Regions from separate parts of the Sus scrofa genome. Here region 1 is linked to region 2. Evidence: chromatin contacts called from public HiChIP or PLAC-seq data. All regions are on one chromosome and are shown on one strand. Each heading gives the region's core, a stretch centred on a gene start, on an enhancer-like site or on the middle of the called end of the contact. The rest is flanking DNA. Distances are from core to core; before and after follow the strand shown.

Region 1 (7,220 bases), core at 2,713-5,212, 130 kb after region 2:
GATCAGGTGACTATATCTTGTCAATCATTTGAATGATGGATCTTAGAGAATAGCCATACATTATCATAAGTTTAATCAGGTGTAATTGACTGATTAAATTGTAATTGGTGTTGCACTGGAGATTCTGGTACATGATAAACAGCTACTGATATGGTAACTGTGTCTTCTCTACCAATAAACCTAAAATAACCTTAATAGTAACCCCCAAATAACCTTAAAAGTGACTTGTTTCATATGGCAAAGATAGCCATATACTTTTACTATACTGCTTCCTTGTTATGTCAACTCTCTAGTTCTATAAATAATTTAGATTGAAGGACTTTTAATAATTTTGCCATGCCACAGAACAGCTTGATGGTAGAACCTGATGAGCAAGAAATAGAAAGTATCCTTTACCCTCCCTGCTTAAAATATGGTCCTCAGACCAGCAGCAGCACCTGGGAATTTTTTTAGAATTGCACAATTTCAAGCCTCATTCCATGCCTACTGAAGCAGACTCTTCTATTTTAGCAAGATTCTCAAGTGATCTGTATGCATATTAAAGTTTTAGGAGCCCTGCCCTAGACAGCATGTAAGTATTCCCCTTTCTGGAAGGAGAATAGTTCTGAGGTACAAGTCATGAACAATAGTTGATGATTTAGACACATTACCAGGAGAGTGGAAAGAGCAGGATTCACAAGTAGGTCTAGTGAAAAGTCTTGTGGATGGATCTCTTGGATATATCTAGAACATGACAAAATTTGTCTTCCCTGTGGGTCCCACTGCAGAGGAGTCTCTTAGTAATAAGCTGAAACGTTCATTTACTTGCCCAAGTTCACACAATTCTTACATGAGGGAAATGACATCTAAACCTAGGCAGTTTACTCAAGAGTCAAGATCAGGCACACTAAAGCCAAGCACCCTCTAAAGTTCCCTGTAGGAGACTTAGTGGAGAAGTCTACTGCTGATGCAGACCTCTTAGAGAAGGGCATGCTAAGGAGCTGCCTCAGGAAGGCGGTAGGGAGATGCTTCCTCCACTTTGTGTAACTTAAATATGGCGATGGGGCTGAACAACTGAAGAGAGTGGTTAAAGACAGGTTACACACAATTTCTCCCTCTGGAACAGAAGTCACACATGTTTACTTACAGTCCACTATAAAATATTAGCGATCCATAAACTTGGGGTCCTTCAGCTGTGATTCAAATTCACTGTATGTACAGCTTCCAGTTGACCCCTGTGTCACCTCTGTGGGACTTGGGAGGCAAGGAGAACCATGGCAAACAAGATGCTTCTGCTGCCTGCCATGCTGCAGGTAACACAGTCCCCGAGTGGTGACCTAGGACACATCATGCATCTTCTCTCAGCACCCCTGAAGCTGTGGCAGGTTAACTTACTACTTGCATTCATAGAGTAACATGGCAAACATTCAGTTTTTAACAATAATTTGGAAGAGGAGGATTTTCTTGAAGACCCAAGGGCTTTTTTACAAGCTTGGGTAAGGCTTTGTCTTTGAATGGACGCACCAACAGACTAAAGTGAAAGATAAAAGAGGAAATCACTGATAGCTGGTGAGAGTCAAATGGATTTGTTCAGCAGGAACTAATTACAGTGTACAGTATATGAATTAGTCCACCAAGTCAATGAGACAGGTAATGACAAACCCTGGAAATTCCTGAAGATCATTTACTGTTAGATATTAGTTAGTTGCTAAAGCAATGGCTCAAAATTTTAACTATTTTAAAATATCTTCTTATTCATGTTGAAGATACCAAGCTAGAAAGAGGTCTTCTTTTTGTAGAACATTTGTACATAATGACACCAATGCAAGGCATGCTTAAGTCTTCACACTTCAAAGAAATGACCTTTAAGTCACACTTAGGGAAAGTAAGCTAAAAATCAGTGGGGCATTCCAGTTGCCAAGGACACTTGTAATCATTTCCTTAATTGTCCATGACAATCTTATTATCAAAGATGTGGGACATTAATTAATGATGGAACATCTATTCCTGGAAAAATAGGCCTTGGAGGCACAATAGAGAGCTTCTCCTCCATACATTCTTTGTGAATGCTGCTTCTACAGTGTGGGTCATCCATGTTGCAAGCGTTGCCCGGATGGCATGTAAACATCTGGAGCACTCAATTGTCTGAGAATTGGATTGAATAAAATCAATGCTGATAATGCTGAAAATATGTTCAAAACCAATGTTCCCTAAAGAAGCTTTTATGCCTAGATTAGTATCAGTGTTTAATTGACAGCCTCTTCACTTGGTTAATTACTTGGTCTATTGTGGCAGGGAGAGGGAGAAAAGGACAAAAGCATTTGTGTTATGAATCGTTGCCAATAAGGGAATCAAATGAGAGAAAGCTGAACACCCTGCCCCAGAATACTGTCTTCCATAAAATATTCCTTGCACATGATTTTTTTTTGAATGACTGTCTTTACAAAAATGAAAAGTGTTGAAATAGAGCCTGTCTTTCGCAATAAAAGAACCGTTATGTTTTTGTGTAACTGCGGAGGGCAAACTCTGAGGTGAACTTCTTTTTGCCTTCATGTACCTTTCACTGTAAATGAAAGGACATGAGACACTGAGATATGAAAACAGGTTAATGATTTATTCTTTGTACCTTTGAACTTCAGTATAAACTAAACCTTTTCTACAAAAGGAAGCAGAAATTGGGCTACTATGAAAATCCTTATATTTATTCTTGATAACTTTAATTTATAACACCGTGGTATATTTCTTTTCTAGAATGGAAGGAAGTTATGGCAATCCCTATGTACTCTGCAACATCATGTTGACATTTGAAGACATTGAAAATATGAGTTCAGAAAACATGTTCCTCTTAGTTTATCTCCTTTTCCAGTACATCCTCATCAGTCTGACCTCTGAACATTGTTGCTCCCAAGGCTCAGTCTAATGCTTAACTCTTGGTCCTCTGCTCTTTTCTCTCTGCACGTACTTCTTTGGTGACTTCAGTCTTTAAATAGCATCTATATATTAGTGACTCCTATGATTGTATTTCCAGCCTGTACCTCTTCCCTGAACTCCACTTGGATGTCTACTGGGCATTTTTTTTTTTTTTTTTTTAGGGCCACACTTGCAGCATATGGAAGTTTCCAGGCTAGGGGTCAAATCGGAGTTGCAGCTGGAGCCTATGCCACAACAATGCAGGATCTGAGCCAAGTGTAGTGTCTGACCTACACCGTAGCTCACAGCAACGCTGGATCCTTAACCCACCGAGCGAGGCCAGGGATCAAACCTGTGTCCTCATAGATACTAGTCAGGTTCATTACCACTGAGCCAAGACAGGAACTCCTCTACTGGGCATCTTAACATTTTCAAAACTAAAACCTTCTTGGTTGTTTGTTCTTCTCACTGTTCTTCTATCACTCATTTTTTCGACCATCCTATCACTCTTTCGACTGAAGTAGAGCCAACAAATCTGATGAGCATTAAAACAAACAATAAACACTCACCACTGCTACTGTTACATGTTTATCCTTTCTTACTTGTTTATTACTTCAGTCTCCTCTCTCATTCTCTTCTCTTTCACACTATTTTAGTTTCTTTTTTTAAAAAAAAAACCCTCAGCACTTTACAGATGCTACCTCATTGTAATTCTCATGAAAACATTCTGGCAGGGGCACGGTTATACCCCATTTATACATAAAGAACCTGAGGATCAGAAAGGTTAAGGCGTTTATAAGGAGCTGAACCAGCCTTTCTGATTCTTAAGCTTATATCCTATTAAACCACAGCATGTATTGTATTCAGGTCTTTAAACACCTGTCAATTTAATTAAAACATTAGTCAGAACAGTTATTTTCTGTCACTAATGAGACTGATGGCCTGAATGCTTCATTTTCAAGTATTGGTTTTGTTAGAAATGAGCCTCATCTAGACTTTACTGAGCCTGTTGCTCCACATGGGCTAGAAGCCAAGCAAATCATTGTCCTTTGTGAGAAGAGCAGCAGGAACATCAGAGAAGAAGCCAAGGAAAAGCAGAGGGAAAGAGCATGACTTGGCTCCACCAGTTAAAACTTGATCTGTGCCATGGATACTCATTCAAATGAATTTATGGGGTTTTTTAAAAGATCACCATTAGTGCCAAAATTCAAAGCCAAAGGATCATGCCATGTTGACTGATGTGAGTGACATTAGAACTCAATGGTCAGGCAAGTCCTACGGTTTTATCCCAATATGCGTCATACTTGGATTAATGTTTATTTAGGCAAGACATAGATATTTATCTTTTTATTTCTGTCGGGAAAAGGAATAGATCTCATAAGTCATCTAATTTGTCCTCTTTAATTTAGGCCTAGATATGTCTAAATGCATAAGTGTCTTCTGTGGGCTTAAAGATTTCTAGACCAGAATCATTCCCACTGTCATATTCCACCAGGATGGTGGAGATCGTGATACTGATCTTGTGCTGATTTCTGAATAAAAAACGAGGCTACCAGGCCACTGAAGTCAAGCTTAGAAAACATTTACTGAACACTTACTGCATGCAAAGTAGATGTTATTATTCCTACTTTGTAGATGAGGAAATTGAGACTCAGAAGGGTTAAATAAATAGTTAAATAAATAGTTAAAGTCAGTGCCACTAGTTAGTTGCAAACATTCTCTCTGGGATCTCCACCTGCAGCCTGGCATTCTTTACCCCCGTGATTGTTAAAACAAAAATATAGTACAACAACAACAAAAAGTGAAAAGCTTGCATTTTAATAATAATGACATTTTATTGATGTAAAAAATGTAATAATTCTACCTTTGTGAAGACAGGATTTAATGCACAATTATCATATTGTAATGCCATATCTATGGAATCATGACTGACATCCATAGCTAAAATATTATTCAGATGGATAGTAATCATAGATAACATGCTTGTTATATTTATCTTCCATGTATCTTCATTCAGACCATTGTTTTTAAACCCTAAAAAAGATTTTATTATTACTGAATGTAGAGTTTTGTACCAATCATGCTTAAAGTCCAGCTTAAGAACTTGGAGCCACAAGCCACATTACTAATAGAGATATAGAAGAATGTTAGCGCATCAGCTAATTGTCTAAAGAATATGTTGATACTATAAGTATAAAAGTAATAGATGCAAACCAAACTCTCTAATTTGCTTATAACACCTGTGTAATACATCATAATTTGACTTGAGGATATAATCGGATTTAAGATTTACTATGCCAACATTGCAGTGAGATTTCCTAGATATTTATCACCAGTGAGAGAAACGCCTGTAATGTCTATCCCAGAAATTCACACACACAATTACAGTAACCTGCTGCTCATTACAGGTTAAGAGGCACGTTCTTGTGGAACCCAATGCCTCAGCGATAGTCACAGCTGTATTTGACAGACATGACTGTGTTCCTGCCAGGGGCATGTTTCTTTCTTTCAAAGCATGCAAAAAAATGAGAAGGTAAAAGAAAAAAAGTTACTCGAAAGGAATCAAATGAAAAAGTGATTGATAAGGTTTGCTGGGTAGCAGAACGAATCACATGCTAGTTCTGTAATTATTCCAAATTACAATTTAAATATCCTAGTGGGTATCTGACTAATTTGACTATAATTGTCAATATACCTTTTTGGGGGACCTTAATTACTTAAAGTCTAGAATTTTAGTTCCTACACACACACATATTTTATCAGGAATAAAATTCCTGATTTTAAATTTTGAATTTTCAACTCCTGTTCACTCCTCCATCCTTACAATAAGATTATTTTCCCATCTGAGGAACAGGAACTGCTCATGTCAGAATCACCAATATTGTCCATTCTGTCAAATCCATTTGACACTTCCCTATCCTCATCTTATTTGGTTTATTAACAGAATTCAACACAGCTGACTTCTCTCTCTTTTTCTCAAACCTTTTCTTCTCAACTTGGATGAAAACATATGCTTATGGTTCTAGAGATTTTGTATGACAAGGCAATTTAGACTTTGATGCCAAACTGCCTGGGTCTGAATCTCAGTTTATACACTTACAATGACCCTGAAAAAATTAGTTTTAACTTAGCTATAACTTGCATCCCTTATATGTGCAAAATGAGATGCTAATAGCATCTGCCTAATTAGGTTGTTATAAGGACTAAATAAAGTAATATTTATTTATAAAGCATTTGGAAAAGTGCCTGGCATATGGTGAACACTGTAAAAATATTAAATAATTTTAGTATTAACTCTTTCTAATTGCTCCTTCTTTGCTGATTCAACTTAGCTTATAAAAGTGTTGGCATTCCCTGGTGCTGGGTCATTACCAGTGCTCTCTTCTGGTCCCATAGTTTCAAATTTCACTTATCTGTTGATGAGTCTTGAATATATGTCATCTCTCCTCTGGACTCGAGACTCTCAGATGCAACTGCTTAGCTCAAAATAACCTAAACCATAGATAAGTATTGTAGCTCATATAACAAGAAGTTCTAAGGTAAAGTGGTTATAAGTAACTAGTCAATTGATATAGCAGCTCAGACATATCATTGCATCCCTAAGGTCTTTCCATTTTTTTTTCACTTTTTCATCAGCTAGCTCTCCCAGTTAACAGGATGGCCACAGCAGACACGGTCATCTTGTTTAGAACCAACAGTGTCTATTGCAGGATCTCTCAACCTTGGTCATACTGACATTTGAGGCTGGATAATTCTTTGCTGCGGGGACTGTCCTATGCATTGTAGGCTGTATCGTCATATCCCTGGCCTGTATTCCCTGGATACCAGTAGCATGAAGATATTGCTGAATGTGCCTTGGGGTAACAAATTGCTCCCAGATGGGAACCACTAGTCTAATATTATCAAAAGAGCTAACTCCTTCTGTGAGTCTCTTTCACAAATAAGGGAACCTCTCAAAGAAAACTACCTCTCAGTTCTCATTGTCTAAGTCTACATCACTTACCCTTTCCTAAACCAGTCACTAGCAGGGTAAATAGGATTACTATGATTGGTTGATAGTAACTAACATTTTCTGGGGGTAGGAGTAGACATTTGAATAGACTTGGCTGGGTCTTCAGGGGACGAGGGTGTTGGTAGGAATAAGCAGTAGCTGGGTCCCATCCATTTCATCTTTGTGCTGAGACTAAAAGTTAGTCCATGCCTTTCTTTATCACTGTATATTTCAGCCATGCTGTTTTTCTTTCTATTCCTCAAGTGCACATTTCTCATTCCCATTTTAATCCCTTTCTATTTGCTAATTGCTCTTCTTGGCATTCTCTTGCCCCAGAACT
Region 2 (6,576 bases), core at 1,780-4,279:
GCTTATTTGAGAATCAAACATAAAGACAGTCTTTGTACTTTGAGAAACACCTTAGTATTTTAGCTTCCTGATTGTTCCTTAATAAGAAGTAAATGATGCAGTTGGTTCAGTACATTTTCTGGTGCATTTGTGCTGGCTTCAGGTTATGGCTTTTAATTTTTCTCTACTTTCCTCCCCTACTCTTTCCTCTTTTTTTGTTTCAGTTCCTACAACTTGAGAAGAAAATGTGCTTGAGGGTGGAAGACAAGTCTGTCCTGGGGATCAAGTTTGGAAAAGATAGAGGCTTTTGTTGTTCTTCTAGAGGAGAGAATAATTAGGATCTTTGTAGAATTTCTATTTTTATAATTCACAGTGATCTTATCCCATATCCCTAATCTTTCTGACCAGAAAAATATCAAGAATTGTTATTCTTTTTTCTTGACTAATGTGCTTTGTGGATGGTTTTTGTTGAGTGTCATGCACTGTAGGATTTGTGAATTAAAGTTTCCTAAGGGTTACTGTGAAAGCCTTTCTAAGTTTCAGTGTCTAGTCCAGATCTCTTAACTGGTGTGGAAAATCAAAACAGCAAAAAGATTGTCCTCAAAATATTGAGATACTGGTTGGTCATGCTGTTTTACTTTATTTGGTTTAAGCCAGCAATGGAGTCCTTTTTTTCCAATATTATTTTTTGAGGAGGTAAGGAAAAATCTTTTATTGTCATATGTTCCATTTTTATGAAAAGTGAAAAAGGCAAAGAAAGGGACATTTAAAAGCATAGATCCTGAAGAAGGAAAAACAAAATGTCATTTATTGAAAGTTGTCAGTAGTTTGAGGTCAGCTAGCTTTCTGCTCTGTGTATGCACTGCCATATCTAAATGGTTTTCCTGTATAAATTCCACTCTTAAATGTTAAGAATTGTTTTCTATAGATTAAAAAAAGTGAGTCACATTGCTTTTTAAAACACTACCCCCACCCCCCGCACACACACACAGAATTCTACCTTTCAGATCTCAGTAGAAATCAGTCACTGACTTTGTCAATTACGTTGTTCCCTTTTCACTCCCCAAGGATTTGAGAAAATGGCACTGAATCCCAAATGAAAGAGGATAAAGGAGTTCATAAAAGAACTAAGATTACTCAATGACTCCATTTCAGCAGTCATTGATCTGGTAAGTGGAAAGATTATAATTTTATTATGCACATATATACACACTGGTGGCATGGATGAAATTTCCTTCAGGGAAATGACATCATGGAGGAAACATACTCCAGATGAACTTCCCAGGTGCTATTATGTATTTCACCTTGCCCCTCCTTCTGGATCACAGCTGTCTGGTGTTACTTGAGTTGTGGACAAGGCTGATGTAATGTGAGCCATGAGTGTGGAAAGAAACCTGGACTTGGAAACATAGCATGTGAGGTCAAGTTCCACCTTGGCCTCTTATCAGCTTTTCTGTCTGGGGCTGCTCAGACCTTTTTGACCTTTATGGCATTTCTCTAAAATGGGCATGATACTACATGTCTTTCTTTCCTTGGGTTTCAGATGGAATCACGGATGTGAACAATCTTTGTAAACACAGTGCATGGTTCAGAAGGAAGCTATTATTAGTATTATTATCACTATTAACAACTATAAGGCTTTTGAGAGACAGGGCATGAGAACAGTGATGAAGGGCAACCATGAAAAACACTATACCCTGAGGACAGAGAGAATTAGGATCCCACTGAGAGTGTCTGAAGAAACATGGAATGATTACATGTCTCATTTTTTCTTTCTCACTTTCTCTAAATGACATTCATGGCTCCTAGGAACCCAGGGCTCCTCATGGCACTTCCTGAATTAATCTCGAAACAATGAGAAAACTTTGAATCTCTTTTTGGGCTGCTGCATTAATTTCTCTTGCTCAAGACATTGCTATCTCTCTCCTAAAGACTGAATTATGCAGGGATGTTGAAACCTTCAACTCCCCCAGTGAAGGGATGGCAAAAGTGGCTGTATACTGAAAAATGCAAGGCATCTGGAAAGAGTGCCCAGAGGCTGTAATGTGCCCTGGTGACCAACTGGCTGCCTGTATCCTGTTCTCTCATTCTTTTATTCCCTCCAGACATCCATGGTTTCTTTTCCAGCCCTGAGTAGTAATGACTTCTTCATTTGGCATAGCCAGTGGAGAGGGAGAGCAAGGGAACTTCCCAGGCCATGGGGACCATGCCTTGTTTCTATTGGCCAGAAGAGATGATGGACAAGCAGCAGATGCAGCTGTCAGACCAGCCTCATCGCTCAGCCTCTGGAGATTATTGATACTCAGTAGAGGCCAGTCAGCTGTTCAGTGGAAGAGTCCCAGGGTCAGTATTGGTCCAAATCTGGGAATATTGGTGTTCTCAGAAAGCAATTGCTTCCTAGCCCTATGCATAGAATGCTAATATCTAGGTAGCATCACTGCAAAACTCCCCAAACCTGCACTCTCAGAAGAAGCAGCTGGATAAAATTCACTTATCTCTCAATTCCAGGGTCCCTGAGAGGTCCTAACATCCATTGGATGTTGCCCCTTTCTTGTCTCACTTCCTCCTTATCACCTTACTCTGTTTCCAGATTTAGTGACAGTGACATTCCTAAGACACACCTGGCAAGTGCTGCAGACCCCAGTTAGTGAAACACTATCTGTAGATTAGCGCTGATCCAGAACTAGGCTCCAGGATGCTTGTTCAAGCCCTTTTCATTTTGCGTAGTTTTCTTTCAGGAACTAAGGTTGGCCCATTAATTGCCAATTTGCACACACAACCCCCGATATGCCTGCATTGCTAGTCCTTAGTTTAAGCTCTGTGTTTGTAAAGGGCAAAGGGGATAGGGGTATACATTGTTTTTTTCTATGAATCGGACCTCCTAGATTCAGTTCATGTGTAAGTGCACGAATACCCCTCTCTGTGGGCTCCTTAACGAACAGCTGAGTGGTCTCTGATGCATTTCAGTCAGTGATCGCTGTAGAGTGAAGGTGGAGCCTGGGACTGACTGAGGCAGCAGTTGCTGCCTTCCTTCACTCTCTCTCTGGCCAATAGAAAGAGTGGAGGACCTGCCCTTGGGCAGGATAGACTGACTGCTGACTGATAAATGGGATCTTTACCAGGCTTGTAAGAAAAACTCAGCGACGTTATGATAGGATGTATGACTATGACAGTAGACCTTTGGTCCAGTGCTCCTTTGATAGGTCAAATACTTTTAGGAGTCAGAAATACTGTCTGTTTACAGTTTGTCGTTGATAATAAATTCCTTATTGTCGGATTGCATGGTTTAGGGCCGAGTGTGTTATTTTGGGAAAAGTGACATAGCTCGTAGGGCTACATAAATATATCCTTAGTGTTGAAGAGTTGGATATGAAACAAATTATTACAAAGTAAACCTGACTGGCAAAAATAGTACAGAATTAGTTTATACTTCAATGGATTATAAATATAAAGCAACTGTTTTAAAAAATAGCATAGAAAGAAAACATTTAATTTTTTCTTTCTAGCAGTAACCTCTCTGGTATCCGTCTTGCCTGGAACAAACTCATATTCTGGGTATAAGTTTTTCCTGCCTATGGGACCTCAGCTAGCACCACTATTCAAATTCACAATACCCCTTTCCTGGGACAGCCCAAAGTCAATGACTTGTCAGTGGGTTGTATAATACCTTAAGCCTTTGCAGAGTAAGGTCTTTTCATGAATGCATCACAGTACTCTCTGCTCTACCTCACCTCCTTCCCTTCCCTTCTCTTTCCTTAACAGCTATTGATCTAGCAAACACTGCTCAATAAACTTCCTGTATACAGATCTGCAGTGAGTGACCAAGGAAAGAGTTTTTAAAAGTTAAAATATAAAATTCCTGAAGTGGAAAGAATTAAAAGAAAGGCTGGTAGAATAATGTCAAGAAAATCTCCCAGAATTTAGAACAGCTAGATGAAATGTGAGAAAAAAAAATAATGTTCTTCCAGAAGGAATTTTGAGGAAGGGAACAGAGAAAAAAAGAATAACAAAAAATAGAAAAAAATTACCAGACTTAAAGGACACAAATCTTCAGATTGAAAACATTCCATTGAATATTCAGCTAGATGGATGGAACAAAGATTTACCTTTGAACACACCAATGTTCAATTTTAGAACATTGCAAATAAAGGGAAGCTCGTAGAAGTTTTAGAGATAAAAAGACTTTATCAAGGCAGAATATGAATCAGACTAATATCATTTATTTTCCTCTGCTGTATTGGGTGAATGTAAAAAATGAGAATTCTTTTGCCTGTAATGCTTGTATTGTTCTCTTTTAAGCAACACAGATTTAGAATATAGAATTGCCATTTCATTGTCCAAGGGTCCAATCATACTCTTGTTTTTGCTGTGAATACTTACAGAAGCTTACGGCTTATTTTTTTTTTTAATTTTTTGAATCTATAAACAAAACGCTTTTGAGTTAAGTATAGTTACAGATTGGAAAGCAAATATAAACCCAGACAATTTAAAAATGATATAGTTTTCAGAATTTGGAACATAGAGATGGGGGGAGATGTGGAGGATATTCAAGGTACTAATTTCCTCACTTGACAGGGTATAGTTAAAGTATACTCTCCACAATTAATGAAACAAGAAAGAGATTTTCAGGTGTTAGGTTAAAAAGGTAAATAATAGAAGAATTAAAATAATGTTATTAGTGAAAATGAAACTGACAGCACTAATGGTCTGAACCCAGGCAAAACCCAGATTGGGATTCGAACCCACGGTTTTAAATTAGAATCACTCACCTGGTGTCTGGACTCACTGAGGTTCATGTTCTTCATGCCTCCGCACAGAAGGAAGTCAGTGAGAGACAAAGTGATAGGTAAGAAGTAGATTTATTAAGATAGGACGCTTGTGAGAGATGTAAGTGGGCAGGCAAGGAGGCCCTGCCCTGAGGATCTGGTGGCCTACAGTTTTATCATCCAGGGGGAGCTGGCGTCAGAAAAGACCATCTCTTCCTCTTTCTTCAGAGTAGTAACTCCTCCTTAGTATCCAGTAAGTTGTGTATTCAAATCAGCAGGAAGGTGGTCCTCAACCTCCTACCCTGGATCTGAACCTGAATTCAAGCCTTGCTCCATCCCTCACCCAATGACATGAGGCATAGCTCGTGCCTCCACTAGTCAAGCAAGCCTGCCTTATTCTGATGGCTTTCTTGAGCAATTATTAACTTACAGTGATCTCCCAATGTCCCCTAGGTTTCCCTCTCTAACTATGGTCCCTGATTGGGACTTCTACAACTACCTGTGCCTACTCCATCTCTATCAAAAGGAGAGAGGAGAAGAAGTGAGAAATAATGTACGTAGAGTCACTAGGAACTTCTAAAAATTGACACATTGGAAAAAAAAAGAGCATAATACTGCAGATGTTCCCTTAAGTGATCTCATTTAGCTTAGCTGAACAATGTTCCCCTTTTCTTCTTTAACATAGGGACTAGTGGCAAACAGACCACTCTAATCATTCCTGCCTGCAGTGCCTGCCAGTTGGTTTGTAAACTCACCCAAGAGTCCATTGTGTTGCTCCACACTTGTTTACGACCAAATTAGACAAGAAAAATTCCATACCTATGTGTGAAATACACATATTATTGTTATGCACAGAATCATGTACCCCCCCCCCCAAATTCATATGTTGAAGCCCCAACCCCTGATGTGACTATATTTGGAGGTAGGACCTTTAGGAAGATAATTAAGATTAAATGAGGTCATAGAGATGGGGCCGTAAGCCAATAGGACTAGTGTCCTTGTGAGAAGAGGTGGAAGCACGAAAAACCCTGCAGAGATCTTTTCAGGCACACAGAAAAGAGGCCCTGTAAGGGCCCAGGGAGAAGGCAGGTGTCTACAAGCCAGGAAGAGAATTCCCCCAGAAACCAAGCCTAATGACACCTTGATCTTGGACTTCTAGCCTCCAGAACTGTGAGACATTTCTGTTGTTTAAACCACCCAGTCTGTGTTATTTTGTTATGACAGCCCTAGCAAGCTAATACAATTATTATGTAAATACATGTTAGGAAGTACACATAGTCATTACTAGCCATTAAATTAGAAATAAGCTAGTAAAATATGTGTGAGATAAGAGATGTTTTATATGAAAAGTCACTGTGAAAATGTCACTTTGGTTTTACAAAGTTCTTTGGTAAATGCTTTGTTAAAGGCAAGTTACAAAAAATATTGTCATTGAATTTGGTATGGGAAGGCAATGTTCAAAGAAAGATTGGAAGAAAATGAAAAGCAATCTAGATTGATTACACACGGTTGCTTTGTACATGGCTTTAACTCCTCGCTGCACATTAAAGAAATGATGGCTAGAAATCCTACGCCAGGTGTACCAGCTGTGGTTGATGCATGACAGACCATGTGCTGTTCAAATGGGCAGCTTGTCTTTAAGAAGAGAAAATATCTTAGGCATGCATCAATGATCTATATGTCTTACTTATTATAATTTCTGATGTTAATTGATTTTTTTCCATGATAAACTACTGGTCCAAAATCTTCTCTATTGAAAAGTATACTGGCAATCATCAAAATAATAAGGAGGAGGAGGAGAAACAGGAGAAGGAGAGCAGTGGGGAGGAGG

What was found. HiChIP or PLAC-seq counts read pairs in DNA pulled down with a chosen protein or histone mark.
Region 1: an H3K27ac HiChIP or PLAC-seq map of skeletal muscle shows a contact between it and region 2. The contact joins two enhancer-like sites. A contact is called at or near these places in 1 of 47 Hi-C or Micro-C datasets (epiblast stem cells) and 1 of 2 datasets of contacts at active chromatin or transcription factors (skeletal muscle).

What each region holds. Positions count from the first base shown.
Region 1 is chr1:44,708,094-44,715,313 of Sscrofa11.1, forward strand. No RefSeq gene overlaps it. Among named protein-coding and RNA genes, the nearest start is that of RFX6, 120 kb to the right of the region's middle. Within about 2 kb of position 3,963, at least 2 of the 83 cell types and tissues checked have an H3K27ac peak or open chromatin away from gene starts, as enhancers often do. A contact at or near this core is called in skeletal muscle, where this site is marked.
Region 2 is chr1:44,575,867-44,582,442 of Sscrofa11.1, forward strand. No RefSeq gene overlaps it. Among named protein-coding and RNA genes, the nearest start is that of VGLL2, 22 kb to the left of the region's middle. Within about 2 kb of position 3,030, at least 3 of the 83 cell types and tissues checked have an H3K27ac peak or open chromatin away from gene starts, as enhancers often do. A contact at or near this core is called in skeletal muscle, where this site is marked.